Linked DNA regions of Mus musculus: region 1 is linked to region 2. A link is a contact called in public Hi-C data. All regions are on one chromosome and are shown on one strand. The core of a region is the stretch at or near the end of the contact, and the rest is flanking DNA. Distances in the headings are between cores, read along the strand shown. Region 1 has its middle 17 kb from the start of Cyp2d12. Region 2 has its middle 17 kb from the start of Cyp2d34.

Region 1 (4,097 bases), core at 1,460-3,959, 66 kb before region 2:
TTTTTTAAGTCAGTTTCCACAGTCTCTAATGTTCTCTGTCCTATAAGGTTAAAAAGCTTGAAGCAAGGCATCTTAGCTTGTCTAATCTAGGATAAAGGCAAGCAAAGGTGGGTCAAGAACATGTACCCAATACAGCTTTCTTGTCACCATTGTTAGGGCACTCAGCAAGCTCACAAGTCAGCCTTTCACATGAATCACTCTGGCAGTTGGCATGCTCCTCAGCATTCTGTGGAAAAAACACAAGCATGCCCTCTTACCCATATAAAATACCTATTCATGATCATGCCATATGACAATAAGTGGATCCTTTTCATCTCACCTAGGCATGAGTATGCCTAGTTTTAAGATACTATGAGGCACTCAGCAAGGAGATCTTAGGCATCCAAATTTTAAATTTTAAAAATGAAGTGTTATTTAAATAATGTGCATGGGGATATAATTCCTCCCCTTCTTTGTTTTTTAAGGTATAGTTTTTAAAGTTCCACAATACCTTGTCCTTGAGAATTATAAAAAAATCTCAGTAACATGGGTAACATTAAATTGTTGAAAAAACATTTCAAATACTTGACTGTACTAGCCAGTTCCAATATCTGTTTTAATCTGATTTGGAACGCCAAGCATAAAAAATTAACATAGGCAATGACTAATTACACTTTTAGTTGCTTCTCTTGTTAGAGCAGTTGCAACTAGAAAGGTCGAAAAGGTATCAACAGTCACATGTGCATATTTTATTTTTTAAAATCAGAAATATGAGTATCCATTTACAATAATTGATTAAGTATAAGTCCTCAAGAATTAACACCATTATGTGGAACAGGTAGAAACTGAGCACACTGAGAACAAGTCTTTACAATTTGACATGCACGTTCTCTAAAAATACCAAATTATTATCTCAAGCCATTACTATTTTCATGATGTAAATAATGAGATTATATGGCCAATTATTCTTGTGTAAGGCCTATAATCTGCCTGGGATATAAAAATTAAGCATGGCATCACCATAAAAGGTCTTGTCCAGGCAATCTAGAATGAGAAAGACAGTCCTTTAAAGGAACAGTTTTTTTCTTAACTTGAGTTGTATATGCATAAACAATTGCAAATTTGAGAATTCATAGTATCTAAAAAATGAACATTTCAAGCAATTGTAAGCCCTGAGTTGTATGTATGTATGTATGTATGTATGTATGTATGTATGTATGTATGTCTGTATATATGTATGTATGTATATGTATATATACATATATATAAACTATTAGTATACAAATTAAAGCTTGATTTTTCAACATTTTAAAACACTGACTATAGCACACAATTTAATTATCTGTGCTGAAGCAGGAGGAAACTCAACAGAATAAACATGTGATCCAATCTCATATACTTTTCTCCCATAGAAGGGCTGTTTTTAAATACAGTAGATGTGTTCTTTATGGGAAGCATGAATGCATAAATTTATAGAAAACGCAAAAGCATGCATAGAAGCAATCTTTAACAACTTATCTTTTGGGTAATGATTATCAATTTTATCTAAAAAAAAATTGCTATGCAATAGGCCAAATATCAAAATTCTGAAATAACCAATTTAATTGCTGTTTGGAACAATGAACAGACACTTCATCAGGTTTTTAAGACACTTTTTTTTTAAGACACATTTTTTGCTGTTGTTGTTTTTTTTTTTAAATACCTTCATGATTTTATCTTACAATTATTTATTAGCACCATAGCAGTGTTATAATAGGATGTTGAAACTTTACTTGGAGATGAAGAAAGATAATTTTACATTAATGTTCTGTTTTGCCAAAGAATTGCTGTGGGCACATTAAGTAACAATAACTAAAATAAGCAGCTAATATTTGATTACCATTGATTACAATTGATAACAATTAATTATAAAAGCTTTCTCTACTTTCTGCAAAGCCTTTTGTTTCTCACCAGTTAATTTGCATCTCCCTTGATAACATCCAACAAAGGCTTGAGTCACCTTAAGACCTTAAGGTGAGGTCTTAGCCAATTAACATCTCCTGGAAGCTTTTGAAAATAATTTGAAGTAAACAAATCATCTTTTCTTTCTTAAATTTTCTGTACACAATTTTTCTAGGATAACTAAGACCCTAAATGTTTAAATGATATTGCCTCTGAATCTTTTCTGGAGCAACAGCTACTCCCCAAAACTTTAAAGCTCATTGTGTGAGAGCAAAGATTTGAAGTAAACTTCCCTTCATTTGCTAATAAATTACTGTCCACTTAAGAAGCAATATACATTGAAAGATTCAAAGTCTTAGCTTCTTGTATTGAAGCAAAACTAGAAAAAATTATTATTATTATTATTATTTATATAACATAAGGCTATTAGCCATACCTAGAGGCAAAACTTTCCAATGATCACAAGCTCACTGGAAAGAGCTTTACAATGCAAAGGAAAAAACAACCTTCCAAATCTATAATAATTCTATATGGAGTAGGCAAGCCAGATTGTAATGCCTCTGTAAGTTCTACAGCCTCATTGACCTTTCATAAATCTAAAATTTAAACTTTATTTTGAACAACACCTGGATAGATCTGTAATAATGTTTTAGCTTTAAAAAAAATTATTCCCCAGAAGCAAGAAGAGGCAAGGTCCCAAGAACTTCCCTAGGCAGGGTTTGCAAAACAAAAGAAAAGCCACATAAGCCTCTCTGAGGCTCCTCTGAGCTTTTCATTAACTCAAATGTAAATATTTCTTAATCTGAGCATTGATTAATCTCTGCTTGAGTCCTGGTCCAAAGATTATTCCTCTTGCAGTGAGGACAGATTGCAGAATTTCTAAGTTTCTTTTGCAATCCATAACTTTTGGAAAGCAAAACCCAATTTTAAACAATTTATTTTCTTAAAAATCAATATCAGAAACATCACTTTCATGTTACCAAGTTTGGCTGCCAATTCGTATATATGAATGCATGACAGTGCAAACTTTAATGCTTTATTAAAGAGACATTGTTTTAAATCTTATCTCTTTTTTTTTTTAAATTTTTTTAAGATTTATTTATTATTTTATGTAAGTACACTGTAGCTGTCTTCAGACACACCAGAAGAGGGAGTCAGATCTTGTTACGGATGGTTGTGAGCCACCATGTGGTTGCTGGGATTTGAACTCTGGACCTTCGGAAGAGCAGTCGGGTGCTCTTACCCACTGAGCCATCTCACCAGCCCCTAAATCTTATCTCTTATAAGTCTAGTTTCTAGGATAAGAATCACATAAAATATTATCTCAATTTAGAAGTATCTCTAGAGGCCTAGTTTCCTGGGCTGGTTCATGCCACGTGCTGTTGTTTTAAAATGACTCCAGCCCTGAATTACCAGTTTTATGCTAACTTTCTTGTTACTAATGTTACACCTTTTCAATCATACCACATAACTTATAAGCTAATTCTTTATGACTAAGACAGGCAGAGCATATTTATACTTTTAAGACCAGTCAGAAACCAAATGAAGTGGCTACACAAATCTTATACATTTTGATGAATCAAAGAATTTTACTTTCTAGCTATAATTTCAAGATAAAAAGCACTTTGTCATTTGCTGAACCCAAAAATCAGAATTGCAGAGAATTTTCTAGAAAAAAACAACTATCAGCTTATTTGCCTTAGAACTAAGAAGTACAGACCCCTTTTTAAAAACAGTTTTTCAGCAGGAGCTATCCTGCTGTGTGTTACTCCTGGCTAAGATGTGGGGCAACCTTTTATCAGCCTCCACTGTGTAAACTGAGACTGAATCAAGAGATGGATAGTCAGCGGATAAAGTTTTAACCATTTTTTTTTTCTTTTCAACATGAAACATAGAACAGTCATTCAGAAAATGAAACAACAACAACAACAAAAAGACACGAATTGACACATGAACAGATTGGTGCACCAAACACAGACAATACAGAGAGGGTAGAGAACTTGATGTAACCAGAACTAATGGTATCTCCTATAAGGGCTAGAGAGTAAACAGGATGTCCCCCGATTTTCCTCTGTCTGTGGGAGAGCTCCAAAATCCATTTTACTTCTCTCTTTATCTCTCTCTCTCTCTCATGTCATATGTATATCTAGCATCTCCCTTTTAAAAACATTTTTTTA
Region 2 (4,290 bases), core at 1,441-3,940:
ATTTCCTAGAGCCGGTTAATAAATCTTTATAGTTAATTATTGTTTAATATCTAATGCCTATTTTTTAAATAAATCTTCAACGTGTAAATTTAAACTATTTTAATTCTTTTTATTTAAGGCTTTATTTACCATATATCAAAGCCCACCTCTGATGAGACACGTGCAGCCATATGAAATTTTATTGTTGGGAAAATTTTTATCTATCATAGCACTATTATGTAATTTTGTAAATGATTTATAAAGTAATGTGTTATTTTCCCCAGAGATAAGGTCATGTTAGTGACCCCATCTCAAGGGATGGTTTCTTATACATTATTCTCACTTAAGACCTTGGACTAGGCTACAAGGAACATGTCATAAATAAGAAAAGGAATAAAAGAAAATAAAACAGATAAATCGCCATGAGAATTACAGCTCAATATTTTGCTCTGGCCAAGAGTTCTATAACTAGTTCCAGGAGGCCTCCTCCTTTTGCAGTTTTTGCCTAAGTCTGTGGAACTTGTCACACAGATTCTATTGGGACTGGTGTGACAGTTACCCCTTTCTCTTAACACTCAAGATGTCCATTAAGCAAGGTTCAGGCAAGAGTGTGGTCGAGGACTGTTCTCTGAGGACTGAACACAGACAGGAATGAGATTTGAATAAGAAAAGAAGTGGCAGCCACAAAACTGGTTTATTGTGCGTGTGACTCTAAGCTAGTTTCTGGACTAGGATTTGTTGCCTGCTAACGTGTGAATGCACAGAGCTGATAGGGGGAGGGGCTAACCAGAAATGTAAAGATGCCATAGTCACTGGGCTGGGGCTGTCCAGCAGGCACTAAGAAGCTAAAGCGCTGCAGGAGGCAGGTGAAGAAGAGGAAGAGCTCCATGCGGGCCAGGGGCTCCCCCAGGCATGCTCGACGACCTGTGGGTCAGAAAGGGCTCAGTCAATCTGGGACTTGATTGGTGCTTTGTGGGACTGTGAAAGGCAGCCTGTTTTCTGGTCAGGTGAGACTTACTCTGGAGACTCAGTAGAAACTCTACAGAGCAGTGAGCCATTCTCCCAAACAGACATAGGTGCCTGACACCACGGAGCCCCCAGCTCCATAATCCTGTGACTACCAGTCACATCCCCAAACTCCTTGTATTCTGGCTAGACTCCATCCCCACAGTATCTGGCTATAGCCAGGTATGCTTCTTACCACAACTGCCCTGCAACTGCAAGATAGCCCAGCCCACTATAAAAGGGGCTGCTTGGCCCCTCCTTGTTCTCTTAAGCTCCCACAGTCTCTTAATCTTATCTCTAGCTCTCCTTCAGCCCCTCCCTTCCGGTTTTTCTCCACTTGGCTATGGCTGGCCTATTTCTTTCTACCTTCTCTCTTTCTCCCTGTTTTTCTACAATAAAGCTCTAAAACCATAGACAATCTCTGCTCATTGAGACTCACTGTGTTGGGGAAACAGAGTAGGCGTTCCTCTAAAGAGCCACATCTAACCTCCCACTGGAAGGCCTTCCTGCACTCCAGCCATGGCCGCCAGCCAACCCAAGGCACCCACCGAGCTAGCAGCCTGAACTAGTCAGGTTCTCTCATCCCTGCAGTAAACTGCCAGGGCTCTCCCCTTACCCTCCCTCCGGCCCCCGGCCAGAGTCCATCTGAGGGCCTGTTCTCAGCTCTTACACGACATACAGTGACATCTGGGATGTGTGAGACTGAGAACCTGTCGTCTCTGGCCTCCATGAGGCCCAGAGACCCTGGACTGCTTCCTCTCTGCCCCCCCTTGAACTGAGGTTCATAGCTTCCCACAGCCAGACGCTCACCCGGGCGGCATAGAGAGTGCAAGGCAGTCCCCCATGTCCAGTTCGGGTTCTCTCCCACCCCCTTTATTTCCCCAGGCCTGATGCCCCACAGTGCTCCACCCTCCAAGGCACCCCGGGGAGAGACAGGGAGCCAGGCACCCCAGAGGCACCTGCTGAGAATGGCATGAAGGCCTCAGGCTTCACAAAATGGCCCTGGGCATCCAGGAAGTGTTCAGGATGGAAGCGGAGGGGCTTCTCCCAGACAGTCTCATCCTTTAGCGCGGAGGACAGGTTGGGGATGAGGGTCGTCCCCTGGCAGAAGGCACATGGTGTGAGGTTGGACTGGGGTGGGGTTGTCTAGTCTCTGATCACCAAGCTCACATGCATGGTCTCTACCTCACAGACTGGATCCTTTCATATAACCTTAGCCCTAGAGACTTCTTAGCTGTCATTAATACTATGACATGAATATGTGATAAGTGACAGATATACACATTGTCACCTGTATTTGTAGGTAGTGGCTGTTACCACTTGACTTTCCAGTATACAGTTCCTGCTACTGTTTCTCTTCCCATAGTTACCTGGGGAAGCTGGTTCTGTGGCATGGAGAACTGGGTAGCCTAAATTCCAGTCCTATCTTAAGTGGACAGCTCAGACATTAGAGAGCTAGCAACCCTGACTAGACATTGGAGGGTCCCAGGCCTACCTTAGGGATAAGGAAGCCCTGTACTTCCAATATCATGAGAAGTCTTGTGTGGCAAGTTCATTGGGACAATGTCTGCAAAGCGCTGCACCTCATGAATGACAGCATTGGTGTAGGGCATGTGGGCCTGGTCTGCCATCTCTGGACACCGCACCTGCCCTATGACCTCGTCGATTTCCTCTTGCACTCGGCCTGGAAAGGCAACAACCACTTAGAAAAAGGAACACCAGAGGGGTGTCCTTTGTCCCTCTACTACTGCTCTGTTAAGGGCTGAGCCCATGGGAGAAAGGTGACCATCACCCTTGCTGGAGTCTGGGTTAAACCAGTGTTGGGAGCCACAAGAGTCCCAAGTAAGCTTAAGAACTGTGCCTCTACCCTCCTCCTCCTTTCTTCCCAGCCCCATCAGTCTCACGCTGCACATCTGGATGCAAGATCATGAGCAGCAGGGCCCAGGTCAGAGTGATTGAACTGGTCACAATCCCAGCACCAAACAGGTCAAAGACAACCAGACGTAGATTTGCTTCATTGAAGCTACTCTTAGGGTTCCCCTTTGCCTAGGACACAGAAAAGCAGTAGACTCAGTGGAGAGACTGGAAGGCCCCATAACACTCTCCTGATGACTTTAGGTGGTGACATTTCAGTGTCACTGGGTTATTCACAGCGCAATGGACACCAGATTGCAGAGTCTCTCACCTTCTCCATTTCAGCCAGAAAGGCATCAGTCAGGTCACGAGGTGGCTGGTCAGGGTCCCAGGTCCTCTTGTGCTCAGTCACCAGCTTATTTACCAGGGTGAGAAATGTCTTTTGCCCAGGGAAGACTTTGTCAGCCAACCCTGGGATGTGCAGGAGAATTGGAAATGTGTTCAGAACCTGTAACAACCATAGAATATGGTAAGTTTTCCTGCTGCCTTTAATTTAACGAGTTGAGTAAATAATTAGTTAAAATAACAATAATAAGTAAGAAATAACTTCAGTAATAATAGTCATTATTTCAATGTGTTTCCATGTGCAAATGATGTGAGCAGTGCTATTGACACAACAAAGATGTTGAGGTCCAGGAAAACCATAGAGAGTCAGTTGCGTGGCATCCAGGATTGAAACTCAAGCACCCTGCTTGCCTGGCAAGCTCCTTACCCACTAACCATCTCTCTGGCTCCTGGGTACATAGGCTTAGTGTTGATCTCGGCCAGTCTTAGTTACCAGCCTCTTCCATGATGGACACGGGCCCTATGTGTTCCCACCCATCACCTGACTCCTTCTTAGTCCATGCCTTCAGCCTCTAGCAGCACCTTGGTGGAAATCCCATAGGCTTTGGTGGCTTCCCTGTGAGCAGAGGCCCAGCTTCTCACATTCTAGAGGGCCTAATCTTGGGCCTCTTCTCCCCTCACATTGCTGCATGCTTGTCAAGCTTCAGGCTCCTATTCCTGTGGATGACACTTCTAGAGGTCTCCTTTCCAAATCTCCTGTCTACAGCCTCCTCTTGGAAGATGGAAAGCAGGGAAGTTGATCTGAAGGCTGCCCTTGAGTCTCCTACCTCTGGAAACAAGCCAGTATTCTCTCCCATGTTTTCTTTCAATATTTTTAGCATCTTGATGAAGTCAGGGTCTCCATACTCAAAGCGACGGGCATAAATGAGAGACGCAATCACATTGCACACAGCTTTGTTCAGGAGTGTGTAAGGATCGAGGGGACTCCCTAGGAGTGGAGATGCAAGTAAAATTCAGGATATTGTTGCTGTCTCCCTGTCCCCACTTGCAGTCCACACACATCACCCACCAGCCTGGGCGGTGAAGGCATCACAGAGGTGGCCAGCT

The links. A called contact is a pair of places that touch in the nucleus more often than the background predicts.
Region 1: a contact with region 2 is called in a Hi-C map of liver, with 2.5 times the contacts expected there. The contact joins two enhancer-like sites. A contact is called at or near these places in 5 of 484 Hi-C or Micro-C datasets (liver and nephron progenitors), 2 of 115 datasets of contacts at active chromatin or transcription factors (hepatocytes and liver) and 1 of 9 other capture datasets (embryonic stem cells).

The regions. Positions count from the first base shown.
Region 1 is chr15:82,570,297-82,574,393 of GRCm38.p6, forward strand. No RefSeq gene overlaps it. Among named protein-coding and RNA genes, the nearest start is that of Cyp2d12, 17 kb to the left of the region's middle. Within about 2 kb of position 2,710, at least 2 of the 459 cell types and tissues checked have an H3K27ac peak or open chromatin away from gene starts, as enhancers often do. A contact at or near this core is called in liver, where this site is marked.
Region 2 is chr15:82,636,096-82,640,385 of GRCm38.p6, forward strand. It overlaps the pseudogene Cyp2d13. Among named protein-coding and RNA genes, the nearest start is that of Cyp2d34, 17 kb to the left of the region's middle. Within about 2 kb of position 2,691, at least 6 of the 459 cell types and tissues checked have an H3K27ac peak or open chromatin away from gene starts, as enhancers often do. A contact at or near this core is called in liver, where this site is marked.